Regions from separate parts of the Sus scrofa genome. Here all the other regions are linked to region 1. The links are chromatin contacts, called in public Hi-C and HiChIP or PLAC-seq maps. All regions are on one chromosome and are shown on one strand. Each heading gives the region's core, a stretch centred on a gene start, on an enhancer-like site or on the middle of the called end of the contact. The rest is flanking DNA. Distances are from core to core; before and after follow the strand shown.

Region 1 (2,740 bases), core at 25-2,524:
TAGCAATGACTCCCAGTCCTGGCTGCACAGTAAAATCACCTGGGGAGATTTTAATTATAACCATCCCTGGGTCCTGCCTTCTAGATATTCTGATTTAAATGGGTGGGGATGGGACCCTAGGTCTCAGCATTAAAAAAAAAAAAAAAAAAGCATTTCAGAGGATTCCAATGTTCAGCCATAATCAGTGCTTTAATGACAGAAAAGCTCTCTCTTTAGTCTTTCGTTGATATGTATACCTTCTTCTGATCCCAGCGAACCCTCAGTCTTATTCTATCAAGAGGCAGAATTTACACACCAAAAATATTCGTGCCTTTTTTGAGGTGTCTTTGACTTTGGAGAGGGTGCTACAGGAATGGATATAGATGCTGATATCAGTGGCGTTAGGATGGGAATGAGCCACTTTGGTTAGGATCATTGGGAGCAACCAAAAGAAAGAACTTTGGTTTTGCTATCTTCCTTCCTAATTCATTCTCCCTTCATCACCCTCCTGCCCCCATACCAGATTTTCAGCATTGAAGTAGTGTGTTTTCTAGTTTGGTGTATTCATAGTCACATCCAACAATTTTACTCCTGAGCCTATTGTGGCTTATTTACACTAGTTGGATATATGTTTATAGCCTCGTTACTTTTTGTTCACTGACTTAATTTACTACTACATGGAAGAGAATGGTTTCAATTGAGGAGATGACTATGTACACAGTACACATACAGAGGGACTCCATCTTGCTTTGGTGGAAGTATACCCAGACTCTCAGCCTGGCACTCTGAGTTCTTTCCATCATCTGATGCCAGTCTTTCTCTCTAGAATTAAGGCCACTCTTTACTGTCCCTGGGCTCCAGCCAGCTGAACTGTACCCTGGGCCAGGATCTGCCTGATCCCAGCCTTTGTTCCCTTCTTACCCTGGTGAAACATTACCTCTGTCCCTCATCCCAGTGGCTAGAAATAACCTTTTCTTTCCTAGAACCCCACACTGCTTTGAGTGGGAACACTTTTAGAACTTGTCGCATTGTACCTTGAGCTATTCTTATTTATGCGTGTGTGTAATTCTTCCCCTCTGTAAGCTTCTAGAGGGTGGGGCAGCCCCAATTCTGATGTCTCCTGCGGTGCCAAGAATATTGGAGGCATTCCCTAAATGTTTTTTGAATAAATGTGTTACTTTTAGCTCAATTCAGCAGTTGTCAAAAATTAACCTCAAGAGATGTTGGTAGCTTTGGTGAACATTTGGAGAGGTCTACTGTGATGGAGTGAAATCCGGTGACCTAGTTACAGAATATCCCCTGCAGGCTCCCTGGCGAGGAAGGCTCATGTTTAAACTCTGTGAAAGAAGAGCCTTGGCTTATTTATGGCAGTGGTTGTTTACGTGTCTTTTAAAATGACCACTCCCCTCCCCCCTTTTAAAGTATAAAAGCAATGCGTTCTCATGCAGGAAAATTGGAAATTTCAGAGGGCTAAAGAAGAAAATAAAAACCACCTCTAATACCTTCTCTTATTATTAATAAAACCTGTTCTATTTTAACAGTACATGATAATGCAGGGTGCTGTATTTGGAGGAGAGAGTTTGCTTTTTTTTTTTTTTTTTTTTCCTTTTGGCTTTTTAGGGCCATACCTGCTGCTTACAGAAGTTCCCAGGCTAGGGGTACAATAGGAGCTACGGCTGCTGGCCTACACCACAGGCACAGCAATGTGGGATCTGAGCCATGTCTTCGACCACAGCTCACAGCTTAACCCACTGAGCAAGGCCAGGCATTGAACCCATATTCTTTTAGATCCTAGTTGGGTTCGTTACCACTGAGCCATGACCAGAACTCCCAGAGCTTGCTTTTTTGTATTTTTTATAACTTGTGTCAGGTTCGGTGTGTCCAGTGGGTGGGCTATAGTTGTTATTATGTGGGCTGTTTTTATCATCATCATCATTACTGAAACTAAACCAAAATAGATATTGCCACCATTGGTACAGCTCAAGAAGGTCTTCACTGGCTGCACTGTGGTTGAGCACTGTACATTTACAAGTGCTTGTACTCTTTTTTTTTTTTTTTTAAACAACTGTCTCAACAACAGCCACATAGATGACATTGGATGAAGCCAGTGTTTCGTAAGACAGTGTGTCTGGAGTATGGTGGTGAGATTTTGGGGTGGCCACTGGAGGGGGCCAGGTGGCAGGCCTGGCTAAGGGCAGTGAGAGGGGCTGGAAACACGTCCTATGAGAGGCCTCCATGGCTCTTGCTCCTTTATTGGAAGATGCTCTGAGCCTACAGCAATCACTTCATCTTGGTGTACAGTCCATTGTCCTTGCAATATTTTCACCCACAGTAATGGATTTTTACTAGTTATGCAAAAAGAGGAGGGGGTAATTTTAAAGATTGAGGGACCCCCTCTCACAGTGTATTGTGTGTATACCAGATGAAGCTGTTGGGGAAGTAAGATTTGTGTTTAGAAAGCATGTTTGGGCAAATGCATGGGCTGGTGGGTGTGGTTTTATTTTTATTTTTTCTCTCTTTTTAAGTTTTTATCTTGTTCACTTTTATTTTTAAGTAGTTTTATTATTTTTTTAGAAAATGTTTTCTGAGCACCAGAGAAAATTCGAACAATGAAGAAAAGTACGAAGAAGAGAATAGAAATCTCTCCAAATTCATTCTTTAGTGAAAATTATTGTTGAAGTTTTGGAAAACACGTTTTAAAATCTCTCTTTTTGTGTGTGTATGTATATATGTGTATATATGCGTGTGTGTGTGTGTGTGT
Region 2 (2,704 bases), core at 182-2,681, 260 kb after region 1:
GAGCCTAGTAAATTGAAAGATTCTCCTGATGGAACAAGGAAATTGAGATTTATTGTTCAGTCAGTTCCAATTACCTGTTGTGTTGCAGAGGAAAGCAGCTAAACAGGATGTTGGCTTGTAACACCATCAAGGTGGAATCAACCTCAAAGGAGACCGTGTCAGAGCAGTGTTCAATGCCTGAACTTCTACCAAGTGAGTCACTTGTGAGAAGAGGCCTTGATGCAGATAGAATCAAGGTGCCACATTATATCTGATCACAGAAATGTTAATGCAGAAGAACAAACTGGCTTTGATCTTCATGGGATTGCAGGCTGAGGAATAAAGAGGGAGGTGTATTTCTAAAGGTCATCTCTACAACTTATGAGAAAATGCTTCTGTGTGGCTGCATATCAAGAATAGGAAGTGAGCATATTTGAAGGAAGACTGCAAGCTGTTTTCCATGTGTGAATTTCACATGTGTGTTTGTGTGTATGTGTCTTCACATATGCCTGTGGGTTTCTGGAAGTGTTTAGCATCCTGAATACTCATTTCTTCTGTGTTGTAGCTGATAACATCTAACGTCCAGTGTGGTGCATGGAGAGGAAAAAGCTTCTATCTCCTGCTTTAGATGTAAATTAGATAACTTTTTTTTTTTTCAAAAAAGGTGTGCCATTTCAAAATGACTTCTTTCCTGACTTGAAAGTAGAATTGGCAACAGTGAAATGATCTCTACACAAACTCAGAAAGGATATCTTTTGAACAAGTAGTAGTTGAATTTCATACCAAACTAGAAAATGTTAAGAAATTTGAGGTGGATTGTTGTTTATACGGGTAAACTAGGAGAGCCCACAGGGATGAAGCTGTTTGTCTGAGGTCATGCAGTAGGTCAGTGGCACTGCCAAGACTGGAACCATCATCACCTGACTCCTATTTCTTTCTAGTCCAGCACAGCTGCCTCCCAAGTTTAATAGTCTATGACTCACAGTCCAAATCTATGGTGACATATAATATGTTACTTTGATTCTAAATCAACAAGCCACTTTTAGAAGTGCTTACACTGTTACATCACTTTCTATGCTATTGGATTCTTCAAGTTGAGTCTTATTTCTAGAACTCCAACAAGAGTAACAAGAGGAGCCATTTATTCATTATCACGACAACTATGTATTAAACACTTGTTGGGTGACAAGTCTCCTCTAGAGAGTGAGGGTGCAGCTATGAATAAAACAGAATGTATTTCCTTAAATGGTTACTTTTCCTCTGGAGAGAGGCATCATAAGCAGATAAACAAGTAAACATTTACGTCTGATAGAAATAAGTGCTGTAGAGAAAAATAAAGCAGACAAAAGGAGAGGGAATGCTTTGGTTGGAGTGGATTAATTGTGGCTGCTTTATATAAGGCAGTTAGAGCAGGCTTTATGAGGAGGTGATATCTGAGCAGAAATCTCAGATAGGTGAGGGAGTGAGCCATGCAGATATTTGGAACAGGAGAAAGCGTGTTCCAGACAGAGGAAGTATGAAAGCACTGGGAGAGGAACCTGGCTGGCACCTGGCTTATTTGAGAAAGACTGAAGTAGCCAAGTAAAGCTGGAGTTGAGTGATCTACAGGGAACGAGAAAAGATAAGGGCAGGAGGTACCAAGAACCATTACCTCGTCATGTGATCAAACTTACATTAGCGATCCCTCTGGCAGCTTTATGGAGGATAGAATGTAGGCTAGAAATGATAGTTGGTGGGCAGGTATGGGGCACCTGCTAAGAAGTAGTGAGGTTCCAGATATATTTTGATGGTAATGTCAAGTTTTGGGGACAGATTAGATGTAGAATATGAGAGCAAAGGAAGATTCCAGGGGGATTGCTAGGTTTTTACTAGGTAATGAGAAGAATGGAGATTCAATTTGGTGAGGTGTCAGGAGGACAGCAAGACAGTTTTGTGGTTTATTCTTTTTTTTTTTTTATGAGAATTTGATCAGCAATTTGGTTTTAGGTATGTTAGATTAGAGCTGACCTTTAGCCTTCCAAATAGCAGTTGGGTAGACAGTTACATATTTGAGTCTGGGGTTCAAGGATGAAGTGTTGACTTAATATAGACTTGGTTAGAAATGAGTAGATCCAAATTTAAAATTTTGATACTGAGTGACATTATCTAAAATAGTGGATTATGCCCTTGGGCCAAGATTTTGATATCTCTTGGAGACACCTAGGAACCATTAGAGATGTCATGAACAGTGATAATGAGGTGGAAGGAGAATCAAGAGACAGAGCCTTCCAAAGATATAGGGAAAAAGCACTTCAGGAGTGAGTGAAGGATAAGTTAACTGCTCTGTGGATCAGCTGCCATGAAGATTAAAAATCAGACCACTTGGGAGTTCCCATGGTAGATCAGTGGTAATGAACTTAACTAGTATCCATGAGAACATGGGTTTGATCCCTGGCTTTCCTCAGTGGGTCGGGAATCCAGTTTTGTCATGAGCTGTGATGTAGGTTGGCTTAGATCCTGTGTCACTGTGTCTGTGGTGTAGGCCAGAAGCTGCAGTTCCGATTCGACCCCTAGCCTGGGAACTTTCATATGCCGTGGGTGTGGCCCTAAAAAGACCAAAAAAAAAAAATCGGACCACTGGATTTACATCTTTGATGGTTGTTGCATAAAAACAAACAGTTCTCACCACTCTTCTGAGCTCTTGGCTCACGCTTGTTTTTCCTTTTCCTTTGTCTAGGTGAAATCA
Region 3 (2,960 bases), core at 70-2,569, 480 kb after region 1:
AAATCTAAGGAAACCTAAATTATTTATTAGTAACCTAGCAAAATCAAAATAGAAATTTACATTTAGAAAATAAAATGGGAAAAAAATCTTTATGAAGAAGCAACAAAAACAAAATACCTAGGTAAACCTTTAAAAGGGTAAATGATCTAAGTGAAGAATGCTATAAAATTTTACAGGGATAATTAACTCAGGAGCAAAATGATTGGAGGATTGAATATGCTTTGGAAAGCACCTCTCACTTTAACAGGCATTTATATCATCACCCTGTAATTATACAACAGCTCAACTTTCAGTGGGAGAATAGTTACTGCACTGTCCTTTGCTGATGGATTTTATTTAGCCTTTTCCCCTATAGAGCCCCTAGCCCTTTGCTGATTTTCATTACTGCCCACCACATCCCTGCAGGCTATACGGCCCTCCCTGGAAAGGGTAGTAAGGCTCCCACCTGGAAGAAGATGGCCCAGAATAATAGAGACCTAGCCAGACATACCTTTTGCCACAGTCTGCTATCCCAAACTCTACTTTTTTCTCTTGTCATAGAGATAGAATGCTTTTTAAGAGCCAGGAGGAACCTTAGAAATTCAATAACGTCATTTTATAGCTGAGAAAACCTAAAGCCTGAGAAAGCTGACTGATTTGCCTGAGGTTATATGGTTTATTAATGTCAGAGGCAGGAATAGAAACCATGAGCCTTGATGATGCCTTCAAAGAACTGCTTTCTTTGGGACTGACATGAGAGGTTTAACCATATGTGACTACAGGGCCCAGAGTAACATCCCTAGAAAATACTGGATTGCATAAATTTTGGTTGGAGAGTTTAGACATAAGACAGAAGTTGCTTCAGCCCTAACCAGAATGGAGAGTCTCAGATTTCCAGGTTACATGCCTCTGAAACTTTATGCTAGAACTTTCCCACTGCCCTAGTTTGTTTATTTTTAAATCAAGCATGAACTCACCACTTGGTGTTTGCCAGAGTTTGGATGAATGTCAGCATCAGGCCGCTGTAATAATGGTTTAAGATTATTTAATCCTATTACTTATACACTTCATTAGGCTGAGTGAATTGTTGGCAGTGGTTCAGTAAACTTCCTACTTTAGAGATAGATAAAAGGTTGGAAAGAAAATGGGGAAGGAGTCTGTTCCTTGTTTTCTTTCATATTTATCCTATATCTCCTAAAGGATGAAGGAATGATAATTACTCAGTACAGTGCAAAATCTGTATTAGTAGGGTCTTTTTAACTGGACTGTACCCTCAGAACCGAAAAATGAATACATTTTCGATTAGAATTAAAGATTTGGGCAGAGGAGATAGAGGGAGGAAAGGAGAGAGAGAGAGAGAGAGTGTGTGTGTGTGTGTGTGTGTGTGAGAGAGAGAGAGAGAGAGAGAGATTATGCTTTCAAACTGATCTTAAAAATAAACCAGAAAATAAGTTGGAAGAGTCCTAAGTAAGATATTCAATCTTTCATTTAGGGGGCCTGAGATGAGGCAGCAAATATTTTTAGAGAAAGAATATGGAATTTAACTTCAGACACTAGTCTGCATTCACTTCATTTCTTTTAGCTTAAATTTCCTCACAAATAGAATGAAAATGGTATTTCTTACCCCAGTGGCTAAGTGAGGGTTCAGAGAGGCTGATGGGGCTGAATAAAACTCAAAGTGTGGAGGCTCTGAGCAGTAAATAACTGCATAGACTGAGGCTCAGGAACATATGTACAGAACCTGCAGAAGAGAAGTTTGTGTAGCTTGAATCCCCAAAGGACAGTTATTCTTCCATGTTTCAGTCTCCAGAATGTTATCTGCACACTGCTGGTTTGAGAGCTTGAAGAGTCTGAGGACCAGTCACCAGTCATGAGCCTCAGGGAGCTTGGTTTTCCCAAAATGTGCCAGAGGCCACCTGCTTTGGAATCACCCTGAAGTCCTCATTAAAAACAAAATTCTGGACTACTCCCCAGAATTCCTGCACAAGAAGCCAGGAAGTTAGCATTGTTTATAAGGCTCTTGGAGAAGGTTCCTTTGCACACCCAGATTTGAGATCTATGTGCCTAGACCTCCAGCCCAGCTCGTGTAAGAAGCAGTCCTGAAACACTTCACTTTTACCCCACACGCCTCTCCTCCACATTCCTTTTACAATACTGGGCCAAACTGGACACTTCTCCCAGACATTGCTATCTTAGCCTTCTCTCTCTGTGCCCAGCCTGCTGTCTGCCTTGTACCTTTCTCCATCTCCACCATTTGAAAATCTATCTCATCCAACCTTAAAAAAGCTTTCCTGGAACTTCCCTAAATAGATGGGGCCTTTTCTGAACATGCAAGGCTTTTATTTCTCCCTCTCTCATAGGTTTTAACCTTCTACAATTGGTGTTATAGCCATTTGAGATTTTTGGCATATTCCCTTATGAATTTGAAACCATTATTGGGGTGGGGGTTATCACATTTTATTCTTTTTTTCTTTCCCTTAGTTCTTGTCCCAACGGGTGTGCCTCTGGTTGCTTTGATATTTATTTGGGGCGGGTGGCTGGAGGGGAATTGGGTTTCCATTTAGATCCCAGTGTCTCCTAAGAGAGTCTTTGACTCTTTGTCCTTTGCTGTACCTTGGATTTGGGACTCTATGTGTGTATAAGAAGCAGAGAAGAGAACTTGGCTTGGGGAGCCTGTCAGCAGTCATTGCTGAAATGTAAATGTAAAAAATTGAAAAGAAGGATGTGAGAGTGAAGCCAGCTGTCTTGCTTCCAGCTGTAGAATTATCATAAGAGCTGTTGCACTCAAGGGCAAATGCACAGGCCCAACTTGTAGATGAAAATTGCTGGGGAGTTTGGGTGGAAATTCTCTGATATTCTGATGACTTTGAATGGGGACATGGTAATTCCTTCCCCTAGTCAGGCTTACTTAAAAAAAATAAAAAAAAAAAAAGAACTTACTTCCTGGATCTCTCTTTTGCTCACCTCCCTGCAGAATCAGA
Region 4 (2,843 bases), core at 108-2,607, 500 kb before region 1:
TCTATCTTTGGGATAAGCATTTTCCTTCTTGTTCCAATACATTACCCTTAATTTTAAATTCTTAGTGTTTGTTTTAGAAGCCAGTTGGGTGTTGATAACAAATAAATAAAATGACGCCTGCCATCTATGGTTTACTGACTCTCTAAAAGTCCATAGACTATTACAAGATCCATATTCCAAGGAGAGCCAAGTCAAAGTCAAGCCATGCCTCCAGGAACCATGATGTCTGGAAGAGGAAAGAGCACTCAGTTAGAGGCCAGAATTCTCGACTGACATCTGAATTCTGCTCCTTCTGAGCGAGCAGCCAGAAATGAACTGGACTTCACCCCGTAAGTAGCTATGCAACCTTGGGTAAGTTACATCACTGCTCTGCACCTTGCTTTCCTTATCTGCCCAGCACGAAACATGCTGTCTATCTTACAGGGTTGTGGCAGGAATGAAAATGTAAAAGGGACAGAATGATGCCTGGCACATGGTAAGCACTTGGTGAGCATTATCTATTCTTTTTATCTCTCTATAAACCTCTGTTCTCTCTGCTGGTAAAAAAAAAAAAAAAAAAAAAAAAAAAGTGCTCGTTGTAGGTGTTGAATAAGCCTCTACTAGCAATTGGGATCCTTGGCTCTACATCAGTTCACCTATGAATGTCTTCATTTTATCATCTACAAAACAGAGCTAGTCATGCCACCTACAACACAGGCCACTAGGAAGATCCAGGGAGATGATGTAACATAAAACTGCTCTGAACCCTTGGAATACTTGTCAATCACTTTCACCAACTTACATATGCTCTGAAAGACCTGTGGAAGTATAGTCACGGCATAAAATAAAAATCACAGGAAAATAAAAGAGCAAAAGATTTCAAATTAACTTGCTTAAAATATTTTATAACTCTCTTTCACTTTTCATTATTTCACTGGTTCACTGAAGTCATTCACCAGATTTGCCCCAAACACATCTCTGGAGATGGTATATGATTTCTTCTCCTCTATTCCCACCGAATAGAAATGCTTTCTTTTCTAAAAGTGTGGTCATTCATTTGCTTCCTGGGAACCCACCCTGCCAGGACAGTGCTAAAGATCTGGAGACACAGGAGACGTGATCCCAAACCCGGAATGGGGCCCCCACGCTCCGCACTGGCAGCCGGCACTAGCATACCCCTTACAGCCATCATCTGCCTTCTGCTTCCAGATCCCTCACCTGCAGGCCATGAGGACCGTCTTATGGGCTCTAAACTGCTCTCGGCTCACCACTATGACAACATCAGTCAAGATGTCGCGGCTCCGGAGGCGATTAAGGTTGAGAAGAACGTCGCTGGCATGGCGGGTGAACTGGATACAGCTGTCAGCCGGCGAGGCCATTTTTCCTTCACCTGAAAGAAAAGGTTAAAATCCTGTTACTCCTCCAGGACCTAGTTCCTTCTTCCCAGGAGTGTCAGAGCAGGTGGGCCAGCCTGCTCCCTTGTGTTTGCTTTTGAACAGTTCATGACCCATGTCTGGACACTGCTCTCCACGTCTATAAAAATGAGATAATAATCTTTATCCAATTTGTTAATAGAAACCCCTATAAGGGAAAGAGGAGGGAATGAATATTGGATGAATGTTTTCGGTTTGTTTGTTTGTTTTTTTTTTCCCAGATACCAGCATTGAGAGGCAATGAGTATGACAGAGGAGAGAAGGCACGCTTTGAAGGTTAGCATGTTGGCCATACCTTTTGCAAGCTGTGTGACTTGGAGCAGCTTGTTTTATGGTTTCTGGGCTTGAGTTTCCCCCAAATGGGAGTAGTAATACCCATGGGGTTGTAAAAATTAGTGGAATTTCTCATAAATCACAGCTATTCTCATCAGTATCTCATTTCATTATCCTAGCTACCATCTGTCTCTCCTCTACCAGGCTTCAGAATTATTTGAATGTATCTTGAGCACCAAGCACATTGCTGGTACACAGTAGGTGGTGAAATTAGCGTGAACCAAGAACTGAGTAAGGAAATGAATGATCACACAACAGTGTTAAGATAGTCCAATGCCAGGGTAAAGGGGTTGGGGGCAGGGCTGGCTGTGATGGAGAGGCAACACACTCTCCTTTATCTCATCTAAGGAAAAGTGGCACTGTTCACAGAAACACACGCATTGGCAAATTTGAAAGAAACAGTTTCTCCACAAAATTTTAAAGCATATAATTCAATTTACTTACCCAATGCCTTGATTCACAGTCCAAAATTTTGCTTAAAACCTGCAGGGAAGAGAAAAAAGCAAACAGAAATTGATTTAATGAATGTAAGATTGTCCACTATAGTCTTATTTTAGGACACACATATTTAGTTTTACTTTGATAGCTGCAGCCTGCCAGCTGGTGCGGTTTTACCACAAGCTAGCACACATTTTTTCCAGCTCGGCTCTTACGGAAACAACAGGCACTCGAAGCTATGCAATAATAATGTTTTTTACCCCGAGTATTGGGAATACGATTTCATACATCCATACACACACACACACACACACACACACACACACACATGTATTTCTTTTCTCAAAGTAAGAAATGTATGCCGTTGGGTTTATGGTAAAGAAAAAAAAAAAGAAAAACTATTCTTTCGATATTAATGAGAATGATCCTTCAGAGGCCTAAAAACTCAGGCCACTTTTCAAAATCTGCTAAAATATTATCCTTCAAGTCTTCAAATGATTCCACAAGGCCAACAGGGTCAATCTCTTTATCCCTATTTCACTGATGACAAAACTGAGACTTGGGTTCAAATGGCTTGCTCAGGACAAACAGCCAGGCAGCATTTCCTGACTGTCAGGAAACACTTAAGACTGAATAAAGAATCTGAATACAACCTGAGAT

Evidence for each region. Hi-C and Micro-C count contacts between places; a contact is called where the count stands out from the background. HiChIP or PLAC-seq counts read pairs in DNA pulled down with a chosen protein or histone mark.
Region 2: an H3K27ac HiChIP or PLAC-seq map of skeletal muscle shows a contact between it and region 1. The contact joins two enhancer-like sites. A contact is called at or near these places in 1 of 47 Hi-C or Micro-C datasets (embryonic fibroblasts) and 1 of 2 datasets of contacts at active chromatin or transcription factors (skeletal muscle).
Region 3: an H3K27ac HiChIP or PLAC-seq map of skeletal muscle shows a contact between it and region 1. The contact joins two enhancer-like sites. A contact is called at or near these places in 1 of 47 Hi-C or Micro-C datasets (embryonic fibroblasts) and 2 of 2 datasets of contacts at active chromatin or transcription factors (alveolar macrophages and skeletal muscle).
Region 4: a Hi-C map of skeletal muscle shows a contact between it and region 1, with 4 times the contacts expected there. The contact joins the promoter of BCL6 here to the enhancer-like site in region 1. A contact is called at or near these places in 3 of 5 promoter capture datasets (fetal liver, liver and skeletal muscle), 12 of 47 Hi-C or Micro-C datasets (embryonic fibroblasts, epiblast stem cells, fetal skeletal muscle and 6 more) and 2 of 2 datasets of contacts at active chromatin or transcription factors (alveolar macrophages and skeletal muscle).

Annotation. Positions count from the first base shown.
Region 1 is chr13:125,884,452-125,887,191 of Sscrofa11.1, forward strand. All of the region lies in intron 2 of LPP (lipoma-preferred partner), which reads left to right. Among named protein-coding and RNA genes, the nearest start is that of LPP, 100 kb to the left of the region's middle. Within about 2 kb of position 1,275, at least 12 of the 83 cell types and tissues checked have an H3K27ac peak or open chromatin away from gene starts, as enhancers often do. A contact at or near this core is called in fetal liver, fetal skeletal muscle, liver and 1 more, where this site is marked.
Region 2 is chr13:126,143,215-126,145,918 of Sscrofa11.1, forward strand. All of the region lies in intron 5 of LPP (lipoma-preferred partner), which reads left to right. Among named protein-coding and RNA genes, the nearest start is that of MIR28, 140 kb to the right of the region's middle. Within about 2 kb of position 1,432, at least 5 of the 83 cell types and tissues checked have an H3K27ac peak or open chromatin away from gene starts, as enhancers often do. A contact at or near this core is called in skeletal muscle, where this site is marked.
Region 3 is chr13:126,367,367-126,370,326 of Sscrofa11.1, forward strand. The region is part of intron 8 of LPP (lipoma-preferred partner); the gene reads left to right. Among named protein-coding and RNA genes, the nearest start is that of MIR28, 87 kb to the left of the region's middle. Within about 2 kb of position 1,320, at least 7 of the 83 cell types and tissues checked have an H3K27ac peak or open chromatin away from gene starts, as enhancers often do. A contact at or near this core is called in skeletal muscle, where this site is marked.
Region 4 is chr13:125,388,506-125,391,348 of Sscrofa11.1, forward strand. It overlaps BCL6 (B-cell CLL/lymphoma 6), which reads right to left and starts at 1,358. Exons shown (of 8, transcript NM_001315701.1): 1 at 1,198-1,358. The coding sequence starts at 1,358.